Linked DNA regions of Canis lupus: region 1 is linked to region 2. Evidence: chromatin contacts called from public Hi-C data. All regions are on one chromosome and are shown on one strand. Each heading gives the region's core, a stretch centred on a gene start, on an enhancer-like site or on the middle of the called end of the contact. The rest is flanking DNA. Distances are from core to core; before and after follow the strand shown. Region 1 holds the start of PAOX (peroxisomal N(1)-acetyl-spermine/spermidine oxidase). Region 2 overlaps INPP5A (inositol polyphosphate-5-phosphatase A).

Region 1 (6,000 bases), core at 418-2,917, 530 kb before region 2:
CATGGGGGGCCCAGGGTACAGGAGGGGCCCGGGTGCATGGGGGGCCCAGGGTACAGGAGGGGCCCGGGTGCATGGGGGGCCCAGGGTACAGGAGGGGCCCGGGTGCATGGGGGGCCCAGGGTACAGGAGGGTCCTGGGTGCATGGGGGGCCCAGGGTACAGGAGGGGCCCGGGTGCATGGGGGGCCCAGGGTACAGGAGGGTCCTGGGTGCATGGGGGTCCCAGGGTACAGGAGGGGCCCGGGTGCATGGGGGGCCCAGGGTACAGGAGGGTCCTGGGTGCATGGGGGTCCCAGGGTACAGGAGGGGCCTGGATGCATGGGGGGCCCAGGGTACAGGAGGGGCCCGGGTGCATGGGGGTCCCAGGGTACAGGAGGGGCCCGGGTGCATGGGGGGCCCAGGGTACAGGAGGGTCCTGGGTGCATGGGGGGCCCAGGGTACAGGAGGGTCCTGGGTGCATGGGGGTCCCAGGGTACAGGAGGGGCCTGGGTGCTTGGGGGGCCCAGGCTACAGGAGGGGCCCGGGTGCATGGGAGGCCCAGGGTACAGGAGGGGCCCAGGTGCATGGGGGGGTCCCAGGGTACAGGAGGGGCCCGGGTGCATGGGGGGCCCAGGGTACAGGAGGGGCCTGGGTGCATGGGGGGGGCGAGCACCTACCCAGGAAAGGTGCAGTCCAGCCCGGGCAGCACGGTGTACTCCCCGAAGGGCGCCAGGGCCACGAGGTCCATGCTGTGGGTTCCACTCACGCAGCACTCCACGTTGAGAAAGTTGTGCATCAGGGCGAGCCGCAGCCTCCTGGCATCCTCGCGGTCCGTCCAGCCGGCCGCCAGCGCCCTGAGCGCGCCCCTCACGTACTCCCCCACGCTGGGCGCGGGCGCGGCGGCCCCACGCACGAACTCGCGGGCCTGGTCTATGAGGCTGTGGAACAGACTCGCCGTCTCCACCACCAGCTCGCGGCTCACGCTGACCCCGGAGCTGGCGTAGGTCACCGAGGGCAGGCCCACGTGCCCGCCCGTCTCCATCCGCTGGTTCTCCTCCGACAAGTCCTTCTCCCGCAGCAGCCGGTGCTCGGCCGCCAGCTCAAAGACGGGGTTGCCGCGGGAGGGCCCGTGGATCCAGTGCGCGCCCAGCTCCAGCACGCCACCTGCGGGGCAGCAGACGGCCGGGCCTGCGCCGAGCGCTCCTCCCGGGCCGCCCGGGCCGCCTTCCCCAGCCCCAGGCCTCGTTCAAGGGGCCCCTTAGGCCTTGAGGGCCCGCCCCCGCCCTCGGAGGGCCCCCGCGGAGCGGGCAGGGGCAGCAGGGGTGCCCGAGGGGGCGGCCGCGGGGCCCGGCTCGGCGGGGATTGGGGACCGCGACCTTGACCCGAGGCGCGGGGTGGGGCGCACGGGCCCTCGGGGGGCTCGGGGTCGCTGAGCCCGGGCGCAGGCGGGCAGCGCCCGTGGGGCTCCGGGGCTGGGCTCGGGGAGGGGCTGCGGGAGGCGGTTACCGAAGCCGCGCTCCGAGCGGATGCGGCCGCCGGCGCGGGCCGTGGCCTCCAGGACCCGCAGCTGCGAGAAGGCCGGGTGCGCGCGGAGCCTCTGCGCGGCGCCCAGCCCCGCGATGCCGCCGCCCACCACCAGCACCCGCCGCCCGCGGCCCGGCCGCTCCGCCAGGCCTCCGCTCCACTCCATCGCGCCCATCCACTCCGTGCGTCCCGCCGCCGCGAGGTGCGGAGAGCCCCGAGGGGACCGGGGCGGGGCGGGAGGCGGGGCGATGGGGAGGGGCGGGGAGCGACGGGGCACGGGGCCGCCGGCAGCCGGAGGGGGGCGCGGGGAGGGACTGGAGGTGGGAGGCAGTGGGGGCGGGCTGGGGGCGGGGCGATGGGGAGGGGAAGGAAGGGGAGGGGAGGGGTGGGCACAGGGCCTCCAGCAGCCGGAGGCGGGCGCGGGGAGGGACTGGAAGTAGGGTGATAGGGGAGGGGAGGGGAAAGGAGGGGGGGAGGGGAGGGGAAAGGAGGGGGGGCGGGGAGGGGAAGGGAGGCGGGGGCGGGAGGGACGGGGTTGGAACGGGGCCGCCGGCAGCCGGATGGGCGCGCGGGGAGGGACTAGAGGGGGATGGGAGTGGGTCGCGGCTGGATACGGGAGGGGCGGGTGGGGGCACAGGAAGGCCAGGGGCAGGGGAGGGGAGGGGCGGGGGGGCACGGAGCGGCCAGCAACCGGATGGGGGCGCGGGGCCAGGAGGCACAGGAGGGGGATGGGAGGGGGCGGGGCTGCATAGGGGACGGGAGGGGTGGGTGGGGGCACGGGAAGCCCAGGGGCAGGGGAGGGGAGGGAGGGGGCGGGGTGATGGGGGGTGCTGGTGGGACCACCGGCCGCAGGAGTGGGGCTGGGGCGCGAGGCGGCAGGTGCAGGGCAGTAGGAGGACGGAGGAGCGCGGGGCGAGGCCAGGCCCGGGTGGCGGCCGTGCCACGTGACCTCTTGTCCTGGAGTTGCGGCCCCGTGAGTGGCGCAGGGGTGCGGGCTGCAGGACAGGGTGAAGGCCAGCGCGCTTGGCGGGGGTGTCCCGGCTGTCGGCCTGCGCGCAGGAAGGGGCCCGAGCCGCAGCCCCGCTGCTGGGCAGTCCGGGCAGCTGCCCCCGCGGACGGAGGCCACGAAGCAGGCGTGGAAAGGCGCCCAGAAGGTGGAGGGCGGGCCTCGCTCCTGCCCCAGGAGAGCAGCACCTTGGGGCCTCGTGGGGCCTCGGGCGGCCCAGGGTGGCACGGGGACAGCCTGGCCCGTCCAAAGTGGGGCTGAGGGACACCTCTCGGTGGGGACGCCCTTCTCCATGTACACACGTGTAATCCCCATAAAGTACAAAATTCAAGAGAAGAGGTGAGGGGAGAACTTTCTCACACACGCCCCGCCCCTGGTCCAGAAGCATTTAGCACATATCTTCCTGATTCGGGAAGGTCTGGTCTCTACTGTCTTGCAGGGATTACAGAGCTTCTGCCAAAGGCTTTCCTGGGACACCACCCAGGGCGTGTCATTCCTTGCCGGCCACGTCCAGATCTGGCCACTCTCGCCCAGCAGGAGGCTTCCGTGGACTTTCCGTGGCCGGGACAGGAGGTCTGCAGGCCTCAGGACCACCCCTAAGTCAGCCGCAGCCTGGGCAGGTGGTCCTTCCGTCTGCCCCCACCCCCACCCCGTTGCCCAGAGGACTCCCTCCTTCCCGGGGGGGGGGGGGGGGGGGGGGGCTGGGCCTCCTCCCCCAGCTCTTGTCTTTTCTTGGTTCCTCGCCTGTTTGGGTGAAGCCGGGCATACACACTGGGAGGTCATTTATTTAATGATAATGGAAACCGGAAAATGTCTTGGTTTCACCTTCACACTTGATTTGTAGTTTGCCTAAGCATAGAACTCCAGGTTAGGGAGGCCCGGGGCGGGGAGGGGGGGGGGGTGGCGGGGGGCTCAGCAGTTGAGCGCCTGCCTTCCCCTGGAGACCTAGGATCGAGTTCTGCGTCGAGCTCCCGGCGTGGAGCCTGCTTCTCCCTCTGCCTGTGTCTCTGCCTCTCTCTGTGTCTCTCTCTCTGTCACTCATGAGTAAATAAGTCTTTAAAAAAACAATTAGGGATCCCTGGGTGGCGCAGCGGTTTGGCGCCTGCCTTTGGCCCAGGGCGCGATCCTGGAGACCCGGGATCGAATCCCACATCGGGCTCCTGGTGCATGGAGCCTGCTTCTCCCTCTGCCTGTGTCTCTGCCTCTCTCTCTCTCTGTGTGACTATCATAAAATAAATAAAAATTAAAAAAAAAAAAACAATTAAAAAGAACTCTAGGTTAGAGACCTTCGGACTGTGCAGGCCTGTCTCCGGCCCAGGAGTGCCCGTAAGAAATTCACAGGCATTTGAACGTATGATCCTTTACCACAGTGGAGGCTGCTCCTCCCTACAAATATTTAGGATCCTCTGTGGAAATTTCACAATGTGCTGCGTCCTTGTGCCTGGACGTTCTCTCATTATTTTGGGAACTCAAAGCTCCCTCAGTCTGGAAACTCCTGTGCTTCAGACCTGGGAACTTCCTTCATAGGTTATTTCACTAATCATTTCTTTCCACCAATGACTCGTCCCCCCCTTCGCTGTTGCCTCTGTCTAAAATTCTTGTTTTAAGATGTCAGAGGTTGGGCAGCCGGGAGGGGGGGCTCAGTGGTTTAGCGCCGCCTTCGGCCCGGGGCGTGATCCTGGAGACCGGGGATCGGGTCCCACATCAGGCTCCCTGCATGGAGCCTGTTTCTCCCTCTGCCTGTGCTTCTGTGCCTCTCTGTGTCTCCCTGTGTCTCATGAATAAATAGATAAAATCTTAAAAAGAAAAAAAAAAAAAAAAGATGGCCGAGGTTTGAGACTGAAGCTTGTGTGTTCAACTTGTCTCCTGTTTTCCATCCTGGCCTTTCGCTCTGCCTTCTGGAGGATTTCTCCCCAGGGAGCTTGTTCCGCTGCCACTGTGCTGAATTTCCAAGAGCTCTTCGTCCACCCACGTCTCTTTTCAGAGAAGAGAAACGTTCTGTTCCTGCTTCAAGGGAGCAGTGTCTGAGGATGTGCATGCGGAAGTGTTCTCCTGCTTGGGGGGTTTGCCCCAGATGGTCTCTTCCCTGTTTCTTCTGTTTCCATCTTCCAGGAACTTTTCGTGCCGGCAGGTACTGTTTGTTTGCTCATGAGGAGGAACAGGCCAGAGGGGTATTTGGAAATACCAGGTTTGTAAGCGGGACTCATCTAATGAGAGCTTGACACTGGGGAGTTTGGGGGCGGGGGGGGGCTGTTAACTGGGCAACCTCCCCCCTGAGATCCCCTGAGTCCTCCTGCTGGGCTGCCCAGGCTCCCCATTAAGAGTCTTCCAGTGTCCTTCCTGCAGCATACAGGTCTACTTGCCAGTATTTTTGAAACCAAAGAGTGGATAGGATGAGGGGGTGGTCAGCATTCTGGGTACCAGAGACTCACCCCCAACTGTCTCTCCTTCTGGAATCCCTCTGTGCAAAAACAGGCATCCAGCCCGCTGCCAGGATGGCCCCAGGGCCACTGCCTGGATTCTAACAGCTTCTCTCTCTCTCTCTCTCTTTTTTTTTTAAAAAGATTTATTTATTTATTCATGAGAGACAGAGAGAGAGAGAGACAGAGACCCAGGCAGAGGGAGAAGCAGGCTCCAGGCAGGGAGCCCGATGTGGGACTCGATCCCAGGACCCCGGGGTCACGCCCTGAGCCAAAGGTAGACACTCAACCGCTGAGCCACCCAGGGGCCCCAATCTAACGGCTTCTTAAACATGAGAAGACCTATTCAGATAATTGGAGGTGCTGAGGACTCATCCCAGAATAAGAGACAAATCCCAGCCGCCACGGAATTCAGAAAGTGGACATAGGAATATATGTACAGGGATCCCTGGGTGGCGCAGCGGTTTAGCGCTGTCTTTGGCCCAGGGCGCGATCCTGGAGACCCGGGATCGAATCCCACATCGGGCTCCCGGTGCATGGAGCCTGCTCCTCCCTCTGCCTGTGTCTCTGCCTCTCTCTCTCTCTCTCTCTGTGTGACTATCATAAATAAATAAAAAATTTAAAAAAAAGGAATATATGTACATATGTGACTCAATGAAACGTAGGTACGAAGGACGCAGGCACTTTAAAAGAATGCTGCTGGAAGAGTCGCTGCCGTAGGCCGGAAGCAGAGCACCCAGACCACAGGGTGACCCCTCCTGTCACCCAGCAGTTTCCGTCACATAGGCAACCAAGCAGGTCAAGGCACCCACGAGCCACTGCAGGAGCAGCCTGCTGCCCTGGGGACCGCATCGGTGGAGAGCAGCTTTTGTGCGGCCGCTTGCTGGGTGGACAGCCCTGGGCCGCCCCTGCTCTCCTTCCTCTGTACCCCATCCCTGCTCCTGGACAGGGTCGCTGACAGCTGGTACACCACCCCCCACACCCCGGCGCGCGTCACAGCTGCACAGATGGCAGTACGCTGGGAAGATGCACCCTGGGTCAGAAGGCACACCCGACTGCGCAAGGCTGCGGGG
Region 2 (5,681 bases), core at 833-3,332:
GCGCAGCGGTTTAGCGCCTGCCTTTGGCCCAGGGCGCGATCCTGGAGACCCGGGATCGAATCCCACGTCGGGCTCCCGGTGCATGGAGCCTGCTTCTCCCTCTGCCTGTGTCTCTGCCTCTCTCTCTCACTGTGTGCCTATCATAAATAAATAAAAAAATTTTTTAAAAATGGTAAAACTTTGTTTCTCGTCCCAAGTGGAGATTCCTAACGCAGCAATTCCCATAAAACACTGCAATCGTTCTTTGGTCGGTCTGTGCCGCTGGCTTGTCAGGCGATTCAAAGCGTCGCACGGGGTCTGCGCAAAGCGTGGCAGGAAGCCTTTGGGTCACTCTACCTGATTTTTTCATTACAGAAAACTAGAAGTACCCAGGCTCTCAGCCGGCAGCTTTCTCCCGGAACCCAAATCTCTAAGGCCCCTCGTACACTTTCCTGCCACGGAGAACAGACACGGGAAGCACACTCCTCGGTGCCCTCCCACCTGCCATCCCGTCCGTGAGGACCTCGGGGCACCCCCCCCCGGGGCACCGACCCTCGCCACCGCCTCACTCTCCAGCCCGCCCCGAGCACCCCCCCTTCCCCTTCCGGACTGACTCACTTATCAGCAGTGAAAACCCAAACGGGGCGCGGCAGCCCCGATGGCCCGGGTACCCGGACTCAAGGCCACACCTGGGGGTGACAGTGCACCCACACCTTGCTGGCCGCGGGAGTGGGGTCATTGGCCACAGCCCCCGTGGCCCGAAGGAGCAGGGGCTCAAAGGCCCTCCGAGCCATGCCACCCCTCGGCCCACAGTGCCTGGCTTCCGCCATCCACTGGCCCCGCCGGGCCTGCTGACCACACCGCCCACGCCAGCCGCACGGCTTCCCACGCGGGCTCGGCCCCCCATTTCCTGCCTCCGCTCCTGCTTGGCAGTGGCCCTGGAGGCCACCTCTTGCCCACTTCTCCAGCCAGCTCCCAGGCCCCACGGACTTCAGGTCCTGACCCCAGCCATTCGCCCAAGAGGCGGTCTGTGGGCCCAGGGCCCAGGGCATGTATTTCTGGGCATCCTAGGCCCCCTGGAGTCCACCTCCTGCCACACCGGCAGCTGGAGGCCTGGAGTGTGAGCCGCGAGCCGGGCTGCCTCGCAGGAGGCCCCTCGGCCCTGAGAGCGCGCTGTGCGTCCCCGCAGCAGGACAGAGCGGGAGCCCCCCTTCGGGCAGTGAGGCCTCGACCACGCGCGGGTGCCACAGACGATGAACCCTGGCTCCTGCCTGCTGGCTCCTGCGGCCCTGCACCCCACACCCCAGCACACCAACCTGAAATGCTCCTCCCCCAACCCAGGCCCCCTCCCAGGCCCCCTCCGGCCTCCTCACCTCAGCCCGAGGACACTCCCTTCTCTGCTGGCCCGTCACCTGCTGCCCTCTTCTCCTACAGTCCCTCATGCCTCAGATGAGACATGGTAGCTGCTTCCCACAGGGGTGGAAAATGGGGGCAGGGAAGGCAGCACGCGGGGCCACAGGGACCGCCCCCGGGGGACCCCAAGACCTCCAGCGCTCAGCCACCTGCCCAGCCAATTCAAGGAACTGCCCACAGAGGCAGGCAGGGCGAGTGTACTGCTGGGAGCACTGGTGTGGGGGAGCCGGGGTGCTCCCTGGTGCTCCCTGCCAAGGTTCCAGCCCCTGGACAAGGGCCCAGCTCTGGGGAGACACTCACTAAGCCCAAGGCCACCGGAACCACGCTAGTAACAGCCCCTAAAAATGAGCTCTCTGGGCCCTCATCGCCCACACACCTGCAAGCCCAGCTGAGGCTGAACCGGGGCAATTCAGCAGAACCACCCACAACCGGGAGCCCAGACCTCCTGGCCCCAGAGCTCCTCTCCAATAGCACCAAGCGCCTGGGCGGACAGGGCCCAGGGGCTTCAGAAACTTCAGCAAGACCCCACCTGGCCCAGTGACCGTCCTGGCCAGTCCTCGGATCGGCCACTGGGGCCCGGCCTTGGTGGCCCCGGTTGGTCAGTTCCTGCCACTCTGCACACTCTGCTCACAGCATCAGCAAGCACGACCCCCTCCCACCTGGACAGCGTGCACGGCGCGAGCTGCCTCAATGCAGCGCTGAGGGCGGTGACGGCGTTACAGCAAAAACAGGAAGTTGCAAAAGATCTGAAAAACCGTAAGTGATGAAGGAGAAAAAAGCAAAACAGGCGTCCCCACAGATCTGTCTGCCACTTGGACACATGTCATTCTTAACAGAATGACTCCATCTTGACATAATCCCAAATCACCCCAAATCACAACTCAACAAACGAGGAGCATGCTCTGCACGCAGGTGCTGGGCCACCACCCGCTGAAGCGGACGAAGCCAGCGCCCGCCGGTGCACCCCAACGAAGCCTGGACCCGGAACTGGTACAGGCCCCAAGAGGGTCTGGAGGGCACCCAAGGCAAACCGGGACGGCGGCTCTGTCCACTCAGCTCCTCCGTGGGCACCTCTCAGTGCAGCGGCCCCCCGGGCTCTGCACAAAGAGGCCTCAACATGGTTTTAAGAGCACTGACCCTTCACCCCAAATCTCAGCTCAGGCTCCACCAGCAAGTCAGAGCTCACCCGAGCCCAACCCTCTACCGGGTCGTCTTCTGGGGCCACCGACAGCTCAGAGCTGGGGTCGGGCAGCTGCTTCCCACAGGGGTCCTCAGGACCACCCCCCCCATCTGCTCTGCGGGCCTAGGCAGAATCCCAGGACTAGTGCGAGTGTGGCCAAAGGAAGCTCCAGGCCCATGCGGATCCTGGTGCAGACGAGCCGCAGGGACCTGAGCACGGGGCGGGCGCGTCCCCACGCAAGGATGGCCAGGCCCCTCCCGCGGGCCAGCATTCTAGTGCAACTTCGGGAACAGCTGCCGACTCCCTGAACCGTCCACCTGAGAGAGTCCTTGCTGACCAGCTGGGTGCACCGTGGAACAGCGTCCCCTCACCAGCAGGACTATAAAAGATCCCAGACCCCCAGGAGATAAAGGTACACGGGGGGCGGGGGGGGCAGACACCCAGAGGCTGGGAGACAGGAACTCACCTGCCAGAGGCACTCCCTGCCCCTCACTGCGGGCGGTGTCCTCCATGCCCGGGCAGTGGAGGGGAGGCTGCAGATGCCACCGCTGCTCAGCTCCCCAAGACTAATACCACCAGACTGATTGTTGAGCCACGACTCCGCTCCATCCCCATGGCGGGGGGGGGGGGGGGGGGGCAGGCTGTGGGGCAGAGGCTAAGTCCCAGGAGCCAAGCCCCAGTGCACCTGTCCTTGCCCCTGCCTCACCTGCATAACTACACTGGAGGGCACGACGCTATCACAGGTACCTGCCATCCAGGCAAACTGGGCCCCTCTAGGGAGGTCCCAGCATCCGGTGTGCCTGCCCCAAGGGGGTGAGCAGAAGTGCAAGAGCCCCAGAGGAGCCGCTCCCAGTCAACAGCCTGCCGAGTACCATTACCATCATAATCACGGTACCCACAAGACCACTGCAGCCGCCTATTTTTAAAGCCAGGGGCCAGAAAGTGCACAGGCCATCTCCACCACACCTGCAGTGGCCGACCCACACGGAGAGCCTCGGCCCCACGCGGCCAGGGCACGTGGAATGGTGCAGCTGCTTGGAACAGGTGGGCACTGCCCACAAAACCAGTGTCCGCTGACCACGCGACCAGAGGCGGAGACGATCGCTCACGCAGCTCAAATCAGAAACTACATCACATCCATCAACCGGGGAGCGGACACGCTGCAGGGCGCACACCTTCCGGAACCCACTTGACCCTAAGAAGGCACAGAACTGCTGAGACAAACAGCTACGCGGGCAGGACACCGATGCCAGGCCCAAGGACCACAGGCCGTGCGGTTCCACCACACAAGGTGGGTGCTGGGGGCGAAGTTCTGGAGACAGGACGCAGAGCCGTGGCACCGAGGGCTGCCGTGGGCAGGGGGCACCTGCTGTAAAATGAGCGTGGGGAGAGTCACACAACTGTCAGCGCTGCCCTAAGTCACTGAGCCGCACGCTTGCGCGGGGTGAGCCGTGCGACACACAACTGTCCCTCAACAAAAGCGCAGAGAGGACAGGCTGGCGCCCAGAGCCTTGTCACCGCGCCCGCAGGGGCCCCACCACACTCCCACAGCCCTGGAGGGCACCACCTGGCCTTGACACGCCCGGGGTCCGGCCACCTTCCGATTCCCTCCAGCCCTGACTGCTCCGCCCTCCACCCCCCCCAGAAGAACCCCAAATCCCACCCCGCAGCGGCTGTCCTGAGGCCCACACCCCTCAACACCACAGACGGTGACGACAGCCACGTGCGCACGAAAGCACAAAGCTGAGGGATTCAGGTGGGGAAGGGGGAGGGCGGGACAGCACGGCACGGAGCTGGTCACAGCACGCTGTCCCCAGAAGGGACGGTAAGCAGCAGGAGGCCAAAGGGACCCTGGGGACAGAGCAGCTGCAGAAGCACGCCCTGTGCAGACCACGGAGGACCGACCTGCCACGGGGGCTTGGTGGGGAAGGGGGTCGGGAAGGCGAGTGGGGAGTGAAGGGACAGCTACACGCATCCCGGACACCTGGCGGGGAGCCCGCAGGCCGAGGGCTAGAGCCCGGGCAGCCACCCCAAGGCCGCCCCACAGCCCGACACAGGAGCCTGCGTCCAGGGGACCGCGATGGACCAACCCGGCGTCCCCGGCGCTGCTCAGCCCTGGACGCGGTAAGGACGCCTTGGCTGGGCAGGAGGGGACGAGGTCTTGGGAGGAAGGCGCGGCAGGATCGCCGGCAGCCCCAGCACCCCCCAGGAAGCCAGGGCTGCTGCCCCCCTCCACGGGCGCCGCGGCCCGTGCCAGATGGCATGCCCGCCTCCTGACGCACCGAGCAAACAAGGGTGAGCCGGCATGGCCCTGGCGCGGGTGATAAACAGCACACTGCAGCCTCCACACCTTCCCGTCCCCCGTGTCCCTGCGGACTCCGCCACGTGGCCTCGCGCTCGCACGGAGGCAGGATCCCTCCCCCGAGACCCAGGCCGGGCCATGCCGCCCTCGCCCTCGTAAACCTCAGGGTCCTAGGGTAACAGCGATGGCTCAGGGGCCTGGGAGGGGGGCGGAGACGGCAGGTGCCTGAGCCCAGGCCCACAAGGCTGAACCAGAGCCAGGCCCGGACTCCGCCACGGGGAAGAGGGGCCCCCGCCTCCAGGAAGCAGTCCTGGACTCCGCTCCCGCGCACGCAGCGGAGAGAGGGCAGGGCCCGATGGGAGGCCCGGGGCCAGGCTCGGGCCCAGAGGCGGGGCGGGCCGGGGTGCAGGCGGATGCACCTCGGGGCAGGTCGGTCAGGGCAGGAACTCTGGGAAAGCCACCCCCACACCAGCACGTTTGGCTCAAACAGGTGAGGGGGTGTGGCCCTAGTCCCCGCGTCCCAACCAAGCCCGAACCCCAAAGAAGGGCCCTAGGCCCCCGTCAGAGCTCAGGAGGGAGAAGACAAGGGGCCTGAGGCCACAACAACCCCCCAGCGGGTCAAGATTCAAGTAACAGGTGACCCCAAGGCCACCCTCCTGGGGCGGGGCTGACTATTCCCCAGGGAAGACCAGCCCAGAGCGCTTCCCTGGAACTTCGTCACCTCATCCCCTGCCCCATGTGCCGGGGCACATCGTCAGCCCGGAACAGCCCTGCTGTGTGAGGGCAGCAAGAGCAGCCCCCAGCAGA

Evidence for each region. Hi-C and Micro-C count contacts between places; a contact is called where the count stands out from the background.
Region 1: a Hi-C map of blood shows a contact between it and region 2, with 3 times the contacts expected there. The contact joins the promoter of PAOX here to the enhancer-like site in region 2. A contact is called at or near these places in 2 of 9 Hi-C or Micro-C datasets (both in blood).

The regions. Positions count from the first base shown.
Region 1 is chr28:41,464,219-41,470,218 of UU_Cfam_GSD_1.0, reverse strand. PAOX (peroxisomal N(1)-acetyl-spermine/spermidine oxidase) reads right to left here and starts at 1,667. Exons shown (of 7, transcript XM_038579207.1): 1 at 1,484-1,667; 2 at 655-1,141. The coding sequence starts at 1,667.
Region 2 is chr28:40,934,017-40,939,697 of UU_Cfam_GSD_1.0, reverse strand. The region is part of intron 1 of INPP5A (inositol polyphosphate-5-phosphatase A); the gene reads right to left. Among named protein-coding and RNA genes, the nearest start is that of INPP5A, 9.6 kb to the right of the region's middle. Within about 2 kb of position 2,082, at least 2 of the 20 cell types and tissues checked have an H3K27ac peak or open chromatin away from gene starts, as enhancers often do. A contact at or near this core is called in blood, where this site is marked.